Linked DNA regions of Mus musculus: region 1 is linked to region 2. Evidence: chromatin contacts called from public HiChIP or PLAC-seq data. All regions are on one chromosome and are shown on one strand. The core of a region is the stretch at or near the end of the contact, and the rest is flanking DNA. Distances in the headings are between cores, read along the strand shown.

Evidence for each region. HiChIP or PLAC-seq counts read pairs in DNA pulled down with a chosen protein or histone mark.
Region 1: a contact with region 2 is called in an H3K4me3 HiChIP or PLAC-seq map of bone marrow-derived macrophages, with 6 times the contacts expected there. The contact joins two enhancer-like sites. A contact is called at or near these places in 1 of 115 datasets of contacts at active chromatin or transcription factors (bone marrow-derived macrophages) and 1 of 9 other capture datasets (embryonic stem cells).

The regions. Positions count from the first base shown.
Region 1 is chr17:27,607,562-27,612,093 of GRCm38.p6, reverse strand. The region is part of intron 1 of Nudt3 (nudix (nucleotide diphosphate linked moiety X)-type motif 3); the gene reads left to right. Among named protein-coding and RNA genes, the nearest start is that of Nudt3, 14 kb to the left of the region's middle. Within about 2 kb of position 2,298, at least 33 of the 459 cell types and tissues checked have an H3K27ac peak or open chromatin away from gene starts, as enhancers often do. A contact at or near this core is called in bone marrow-derived macrophages, where this site is marked.
Region 2 is chr17:26,998,733-27,003,236 of GRCm38.p6, reverse strand. No RefSeq gene overlaps it. Among named protein-coding and RNA genes, the nearest start is that of Bak1, 28 kb to the left of the region's middle. Within about 2 kb of position 3,111, at least 40 of the 459 cell types and tissues checked have an H3K27ac peak or open chromatin away from gene starts, as enhancers often do. A contact at or near this core is called in bone marrow-derived macrophages, where this site is marked.

The DNA.
Region 1 (4,532 bases), core at 1,049-3,548, 610 kb before region 2:
ACTCTGTGAAGCTACCTCAGCAGTGCCAATCTAGAGCCGGAGGCCTGGATGCTCCCCAGATGTGGCTGGTGTTGAGCACACGTGGAAGCTGCCCAGGGGAAGGCAGCCATTCTCTACTGCTTCTTCTGGGATCCCTTTCTGTCTGGGTTGTTCTTAGAAGGTCTTTCAGCCTCAGCTAATCATCTGGATGCTGCCTGCCACAGAGGTGTGCCTTCTAGGTGATTCTGAGTCCTTTCAAGATGATGGTTTTAAGCCAGGCATGGTGGCACACATCTTTAGTCACAGCTTGTGGGAGCTGGAGAGGGAGATAGCTCTTGGTTAGGAACTGATATCAGAGCATGGTATGAGATGAGGAGGTGGAAGCTGACTAAGAATGTCCCTCCTCCCCTCCCTCCTTTTTGTCTTGACAAAATGTCATTGTGTAGTCCTGACTGTCCTTGAACTCGGGAGACCCACCATCTTCTGCCTCCCTGGTGCTGGGATGTGGGTGTGAGGCAGCGCACCTGGAAGCTCTTCCTGTTTATGAGGCCCTGAGACACTGGAGAGAGAAGTAAGTGCTTTGCAGGGACATGGCGAGGCCTCAGGAAAGGTTAGCTGGCCTTGTTGCTGTGGTCAGTTGATCAGTACAGGGACAGAACTGTCCAGAGTGCTAGGGACAAATGCTGGATGAGAGGTTTGGGGGCAGGAAGGCCATTACTGAAAAGTTAGTGAATGATGTGTGCTCTCCCAGGAGCGCTGTGGATCCTGAGGTGGCACATGGCCAGAAGGCTTCAGTTTCCACTCTCCCACTGAAGGGAGGTCCTCAGCCTAACTACACAAGATAGATTTACGGAGAGAAAGGAAAGAGTTACTGGTTCTGCACCCTTTATTTTGAAAGGGAGTTCTGTTTTGGAGAGGGAGGTCTGAGGTTAGACAATCTTTAAATCTGTCAGGCTGGAGGTAATGTTATCTGTGACCTGTCCCATCCACTCCGTGACAGGAAACAAACCCAGAAGGCTCTCTCTGTCTATGGTGCTGTTTCTGGTAAGATAATGCGCATATGCATTTTCTTTGGGTAAATCTGCAAAGGAGCCGAAAAGTAAAATGAAAAAGGCTTGAACAGAAATATATTTCTAAGGTAGACTCTACGCCAGTGTTAACCACAGCGCAGTGGCTGAGAGACAGCAGCCCCAGCCACACAAGTGCAGCGTGCAGGGCTCTGGCAGCAGAAGCTTGCACTGATGGCGTATCCTAGCAGCAGCAGCGTGTGGATGCTGTGGGCAGAAGCTGTTGGGCATTTGTCAGAAACAGCTATTTTGGGCAAGTCTCTAAATAGAGTTGCAGCCCACTTTACTCTCAGTTTTCCCATTATAGACATGCTTCATGTTTGTAACAGCAAGTTAGTTTAATTAACATTTTTATTTTATGTGTATGGCTATTTTGCTTACATCTGTGTCCTCTATTTGAGCCTGGTGCCCTGGAAGGTCAGAGGGTGACACATCCCTTGGAACCATAGTTGTAAACAGCTGTGAGCCACAGGGTAGGGACTGGGAATCAAACCCAGGTCCTTTGCAAGAGCAGCCAGGGCTCTAACTGCTGAGCTGTCTCTGACCCCATTTTTATTTCTGAGACATGGTAAGACTATGCAGCTCTCACTGGCCCAGAACTCATTATGTACACCAGAATGGCCTTGAACTTAGAGATCCTCCTGCCTCATTGGAAGTACTGGCTCAGAAAATATCCTCGTATGAGTCCACCACATGTGACTTACTTGAGCTCTGAAATGTCTCCTGTGTGTGGCTTGTCTTCTGTGGCACTGCATGGTGCTCTGTTCCATCAGGCAGTCTCTAGATAATGTCCTCCAGTGTGTAGGAAGATATCCCTTCCTCAGTCGGTAGGCAGTTTTACGATGTGAACGGTTTATATGTGTTTTAATGGGGCCTCAGAACCTATCATAATGGTTCTTTTCTAGTCTGAATTCTGTACCTGCTTTTATTGGCTTTGTGCTCTTTAAGCAGGTGGAGAATGATTTACAGGGCTAGAGAGATGGCTCAGAAGGTAAGAGAATTGGCTGCTTTTTCAGAGGATCTGGGTTCAATTCCCAGCTCCTACAGGCTCACAGCTGTCCATAACTCATGCCCTCTTCTGGCCTCCAAGAGCGCCAGGCACACGTGTAATATACAGACCTATGTGTAGGAAGATTTTATATATAAAATGTTAAAAATAATCTGATTTCCCTGTTCTCTGTGGTTTGCTCTCTGCTTTTCCTGTTCTCTGGAGTTTGCTGTGCTGACTTAGTTCTGTAATCCCAGAGCCCAAGAGCCTGAGTCAGAAGCCCCGCAGTGACTGCAAGCTGCTCTGAGTCGCAGTGAGCTCCAGCCTGTTCTGCAGAGTGAGGTGCTGCCTCTTAATAAAAGAATAGGTGAAAATTTTAAACGAATAGTTCAACATTTCTCTCTGCTGTCAGTAACGTCTTTACATCACACAATTCGGTAGTGTTGCTAATCACAATAATTACTGTTTTTCCCATCTCACAAAGTGTGCATTTGTAAAATTTTATGTGACATTTAACAAATTATCTTTGAAAATTACTGTTCTTTTGGGCTGGAAATGGAGCTCAGTCAGTAAAATGCTTGCCTCTCATACACAGAGCCCTGGGCCGGGTCTCAGCACCTTGTAAAGACATAGGGCCTAGTGCACATCTGTAACTCACACCTGTAGTTCACACCCGTAGTTCACACCTGGGGCGTGGAGCAGGAGGGTCCAGAATCCAGGGTTCTCAGCTACAACAGTGAGTTTAAAAGCTAGCTTGAGCTACTTGACTTGAGACACTGTCTCAAAACCATAAGGTTACCATTCCATTTACCATGTTTTAGACAAGGTGGGTCTGTACCTCTAATCCTCATACTTGGGACACTGAGGCAGCAGGGTCGTGAGTTCAAGGCCACATGGGTATGGGGGTTTGAAAAGGAACGGCCCCCCATAGACTCATGTGTTTGAATGCCTAGCCCATAGGGATTGGCACTTACTAGGAAGTGTGGCCTTGTTGGAGGAAGTATGTTATTGTGTGGGCGGGCTTTCAAGTCCTGTATGCTCAAGCTATGCCCAGTGTGTCAGCCTCCTCCTGCTGCCTGTGGGTTGTGATGTAGAACTCTCAGCTCCTCCAGCACATTGTCTCCTGCGTGCTGCCATGCTCCTGCCATGAACCTCTGAACCTGCAAGCCAGCCCCAACTACAACTAAATTTGTTCTCTTTTTTTTTTTTTTTTGGTTTTTCGAGACAGGGTTTCTCTGTGTAGCCCTGGATGTCCTGGAACTCACTTTGTAGACCAGGCTAGCCTCGAACTCAGAAATCTGCCTGCCTCTGCCTCTGGAGTGCTGGAATTAAAGGTGTGCACCACCACGCCCGGCTCTTATTTTTTAATATTTAAGCGTCCATCCAGAGGTGTAGGATCCCCTGGAGTTATGAGCTGTCAGTATGGAGCTGGAGTCCTTGAAATCGCAGACACTGCTCTCCGGTTGACGCTCTTTTTCACAGAGAACCTCCCAGGTTTCCTTGTGGTTGAGACTGGTCATATGACTCAGGACATCTCCCCTGTTCTGTCCTCAGTGTTGAGTCCTGGAGGGAGTGTCTGCAGCCACAGCAACAACCCTGTGTGGTCAGGCCGTGGACCATCTGTGATTTCTGCAGCCATCTCTGCACTGTGGAAGGGAGCTCCTCTGGTAGAGCTGACAGCAGCAGCTTCCCCGAGAGGGCTCAGTGACTCCCTCCCCGAATGGCCATCCTCGGGGTGTCCTTCCTCCCCGTGCACTTTGTGTACAGGCAGGCTCTCTTGCTGAGCATGCCCACACCAGGCTTCCTGGCCGACCAGTTTCCGGGATTCTCCTGCTTAGGCCTCATCTTACTGTACACCTGGTGGGTTACAGATGCCCGCTACTAAGACTTGTTGGTTTTATGTGTGACTGCTCTAGCTGCATGTAGAGGCGTCGGATCCCATTACAGATGGTTGTGAGCCACCTGTGGTTGCTGGGATTTGAACTCAGGACCTCTGGAAGAGCAGTCAGTGCTCCCAATCGCTGAGCCATCTCTCCAGCCCCCATGTAACTTTTTAAATGTGGGTTCTTGGATTCCAAATTGTGTGGTACATAGTTTATTCACTAAGCCATCTCTCTAGCCTACTTTTTTGGGGGAAAAAAAAACAACAACAGCACAAGGTCTCTCCTGGCCTGGAATTCTCCAATGAGACAAGACTGGATAGTCTGGGAGCCCTAGCTATCTCCTCAGTTCTGCAATTACAAACACTGACTACTGTATAGTTTTAATTTTTAATTTTTTAAGACTTAGTGTTTTGCCTGCAGATATATCTGTGCACCACGTGCATACCAGGTGCCTTTGAAGGCCAGAAAACGGCGTTGGATCCCCTAGAAGTGGAGTTACAGACATTAGTTGTCAGCTGTCATGTGGGTGCTCTTCACTGCTGAGCTGTCTCTCCAGCCTAGCCGTGCTTTTTCTCCCCTTTTCCTTTTCTGTTTTTCTTTTTCGTGTGTGTGTGT
Region 2 (4,504 bases), core at 1,862-4,361:
CTCTGCCTGCCTACTGAGTACTGAGATTAAAGGTGTGCACCACCACCTCGGTCACTCTTTTCTATTTTTAAAAAAATATTTATTTATTTAATGTGAGCACACTGTAGCTGACTTCAGACACACAGCAAAAGAGTGCATTGGACCCTATTACAGATGGTTGTGAGCCACCATGTGGTTGCTGGGAATTGAACTCAGGACCTCTGGAAGAGCAGTCAGTGCTCTTAACCACTGAGCCATCTCTCCAGCCCCAGGTCACTCTTTTCTAAACCCCTGCTGTGTTGGCTTCCAACCTGAGGAGAGTTTCCAGAGAGCAGGCCTACAGCTGGTGGTTGGAATCTTCAGAGTGGCAGGGTGGGCGATCTTAACCAGGGTCTCTGGAAGGTCCAGGTGAGATGTCTAATGCTTAGAAGTCAAAATCAATAGAAATATCCAGCCCTGTGAGGCAGGGTAACAGCAGTGTGGGGCCAGCAAGGCAGAGGGAGCCAAGTGTCCCAAGAAGTACAACAACCTTGCTACCTCAGAGAATATTCCGGAAGGGCTCTGATTTGTCAAGGTACTGTGTCCACTCCTTAGAGCCAAATGTCTTTAAACAACACATATATATATACTTAAACATCAAGATGCCAGCTCCCCCCCCCCCCGCCCCACCATGTGTGTATGTATCCTATGACAGCCATCACTAGACATTGGCCTAAGATAACCTAGGATTATTTATTTTCAGAGTCCTCACATCTACAAACATCCCTTTTCTAGATCCGGTCACCTTACGGGACCCAGGACTAGGGAGTGGACTTATATCTCTGGTGGGAAAGATATCATTCAACATACCCAGATCAGATGAGTACAAGGGGCTTTGCAGAGAATAGCTGGTCAGGGTGGGAACAGAGAGCAAGCACGCCTAACCATAAGAGGATGGGTGACTGGGGATTGAAAGCCAGGACCCTCCTGTGTGCTTCCTCTCCATTCCCAATCGACACATCCGCTCCAGGAGGGAGGAAGGAGTCTTGTAAGGCTTGACAATAGAGGCCGGAGAGATGGCTTAGCAGTAGGAGCACATGCTGGTCTCTCAAAGGACCAGAATTTGGTTACCAGTCCCTTTCGGACAGCTCGTCTCCTTTAACTCCAGAGCCAGAGGAATCCAGCGCCCTCTTCTGGCCACCAAGGATACTGCATTTACAGATGCCAGTCCATATAACTGAAAATATAAATCTCTAAAGAAGGGGACCTGTCCAAGAGACAGACATGAGCAGTAAGCACTTCCTGGGTGCAGTTTTCATGAGTCTTTGCAGTGCTGGGGCCTTCTTCTCAGAGAGTTGGCAGCTCAGTTGTCTCCTTTCCTACTCTCAGAGAGCTCACCGGCTCAGCACTCAGCCTTGGGTTGGAATTCCTCCTTGGTGATAAGTTGGTCGACCACCTTGGGCAAGCAGATGTTTGTTCATGTCTTCCCAGGAAGATCTGTGCAACGGGAACCCATCAACTCGGCTCAGGCCACACTTGTTCCCTCCTGGGCAGGAGGGAGGGACCTGTATCACGTGACTCTAATTACGTGGCTTTGGTTTCTGCCTTTCTGAAATCCACCATTTCAACAGGTAATTTCTTCAAGGTCTCTAGGTCTTCCCCACCACTTTGCAGACAAGGTTTCTTTGTGTAGCCCTGGCTGTGCTGGAACTCTCTCTGTGTAGACCAGGCTGACCAACAATATATCTGAATAGTCTCAGCCTCTGGAGTGCTGGGATTAAAGGTGTGCGCCAACACACCCAGCTGTCTCTAGGCTTTTAGTGGCCAAAGGAGTTGACCGGCAGGAGTTGGAACAGCAGTGCCAAGGGCAATGGTCAAGAGTCAGAGAGAGCAGCCTGGATTGGCCAGGCCTAGGAGGTTGCCTGCAGGTGGTGACACCCTTTCCTGTTGTCTGTTCCTGAAGGGGGCGCTGTAGACTTACAGAGATGGAATTGCTTCCCGTCTGTGGCTGCACTGGGCTAGGTGTACACTCATTGTTGTCTTCCCTGGGTAGCCGAACCCACCTTGGAGCGAAAGACACAGGCCTTGTTGAATGCAGGGTGTCTGTGCGGTCCATCCTGCAATTTTACACTTAGAGACACAGATGTGTGGTGTGCTTTGGGGAATGGTGGGTTGAGGCCACCTCAGGCTAAAGAAGAAAGGTCTTGGGAAGAGGACTTCAGCCAGAGTTGGCCAGGTTTCCATTTGCAGTTCTATTTGAAACCAAGGTTGGGGGCACAGGGGAAGACAGGGCACGCGGGAGGAGAGGCTGCCTTTCCAGGCTGGCTTGAAAGCTACACACAGCTTTTTGTTTTGTTTTCTGAGACAGGGTGGCTACCCTAGAACAGGCCACGTGTACTGGGCTAGCATCGAACTTGTAGCACTCCTGTTTCTGACCGCTCGGATTACAGTTGTGTGCGCCGTCACACCCAGCCTTACCAGTGGCCTATAACATCCCAACTCTCGTATGAATGAGTGAGGATGGAGTGAGCCATTTCTGCTGGTCTTTGTGTGGCTACCCCAGCATATATGTGGTCCATTTGCCCCTTCTCTGGGTCAGGCTGATCTTGAAATCCAGAGTGCGGGGAGAAAGGAAAGGGATGGAAGCCCTCCACTGTCTCAGGAGAGCAGGAGAGGTTGAAGCATGGGGGCAGGGGAAATGGAGGTAGAGAGTCTTACTTAAAAATAAAGCCTTCATAAGACCCTCCTCTTAAGCAAAGGCTGGGGGAGGGGGGATCCTCAACAGTCAAGTGTGGGCAGGATGGCACAGCACTGCCTTCCAAATTGCCAGGAATAAGGCAGCAAGCCCGGAGGGGGGAGGTTTATGAGCCTTGAAACCCCGTGAGAGGTGAGAGAGAACACCATAATATCCAGAATTGCTAGAAAGCCACAGACTCCTCCTCTGAAGTGCCAAAAATAGTAAGTAGAAAGTGAAATTAATAGCGCCGGGAACAACAGGGAGAATGGGGCCCGCGAGCACGCGCATGCGCGGATCTGTAGAGGTAGACAGTCACATTCCCTTGGAATGCCTCAGGAGCCAGGTGCTGAGCAGGGTGAGTTGAGCTTGCCATTTCCGCTCATCCCCGTCACAACCCGAGGAGGTGGGTCCTGCCTGCTGTCTTGTCTTCACAGTCAGGAAGTTCTCGGAGTCACTCATGAACAGGGGTAAGGGAGAAGAATGCACAAATGCTGCTGGTGAAGATGGCTTGTCATAAAGCCTGACAGACTGAGTTTGGTCCTCTGGATCCATGGGGTGGAAGGAGAGAACCGACTCCTGAGAGATGTCCTCTGACCTGTACAGACGCTCTGTCTCATGAACACGCACACACAGAGACAGAGAGATGATAAAAAATGTAGTAAGAGCCTGTTGTGGTGGCACACGCTGGTAGGATTTGCTGAAGGAGGCAGAGGGAGGAGGATCATGAGTTCAAGGCTAGCCTGGGTTACACATTTGGGCTGGAGAGATGGCTCAATGGCTAAGAGCACTGGCTGCCCTTCCAGAGGTCCTGAGTTCAAATCCTAGCAACCACATGGTAGCTTATAGCCATCTGTAATGGGACCCAATGCCCTCTTCTGGTGTGTCTGAAGATAGCAACAGTGTACTCACAGACATGAAATTAATTTTTTTTAATGTAGTAAAAATTAAAAGAGAGGGGCTGAAGAGATGGCTCAGTGGCTAAGAGCCGCTACTGCTTTCCTGGAGTGCTCAAATCTGCTTCCTAGCACCCCTGGGTGGCTCACGAGTCCCTGTCACTCTAGCTTTAGGGATCAAACACCCTCCTCTGGTCTCCTCACACACATGTACACACATGTGCATGCACATGTTCTTTTTTCTTTAACCAAATGAGAGAAGGGATTTGATTGTTTCCCGCTACCCACACAGCTCCTGACTCTGTGCCCACTCACCCACCGGAGTCCTTCCGATCAATCTTAAGTCATTCACCTGCTTGTGCCCGTGCTGTAACAAGCTAAACGCAGAGGGGACCCTCTGCTTCAGCACCCAAGTGCTGAGGTGACAGGCATGCACTTGCTCCCATTCTAGCCTTACCTTTCCAAGCTGCGGACTTAGTTATTTCATGTCTGTGCGTACACTGTCACTGTCTTCAGACACACCAGAAGAGGGCATCAGATCCCATTACAGATGGTTGTGATCCACCATGTGGTTGCTGGGAATTGAACTCAGGACCTCTGGAAAAGCAGCCAGTGCTCTTAACCACTTGGACATCTCTCCAGCCCTTCCCTGGATTTTTTTTATTTATTTATTTATTTATTTATTTATTTATTTATTATTTGTTTGTTTGTTTGTTTTTTCGAGACAGGGTTTCTCTGTATAGCCCTGGCTGTCCTGGAACTCATTCTGTAGACCAGGCTGGCCTCGAACTCAGAAATCTGCCTGCCTCTGCCTCCCGAGTGTTGGGATTAAAGGTGTGCACCACCACTGCCCGGCTCCCCTGGACTTTTTTACCCAAGTTCTTACTGTGTCACCCAGGCTGACCTGGAACTCAAA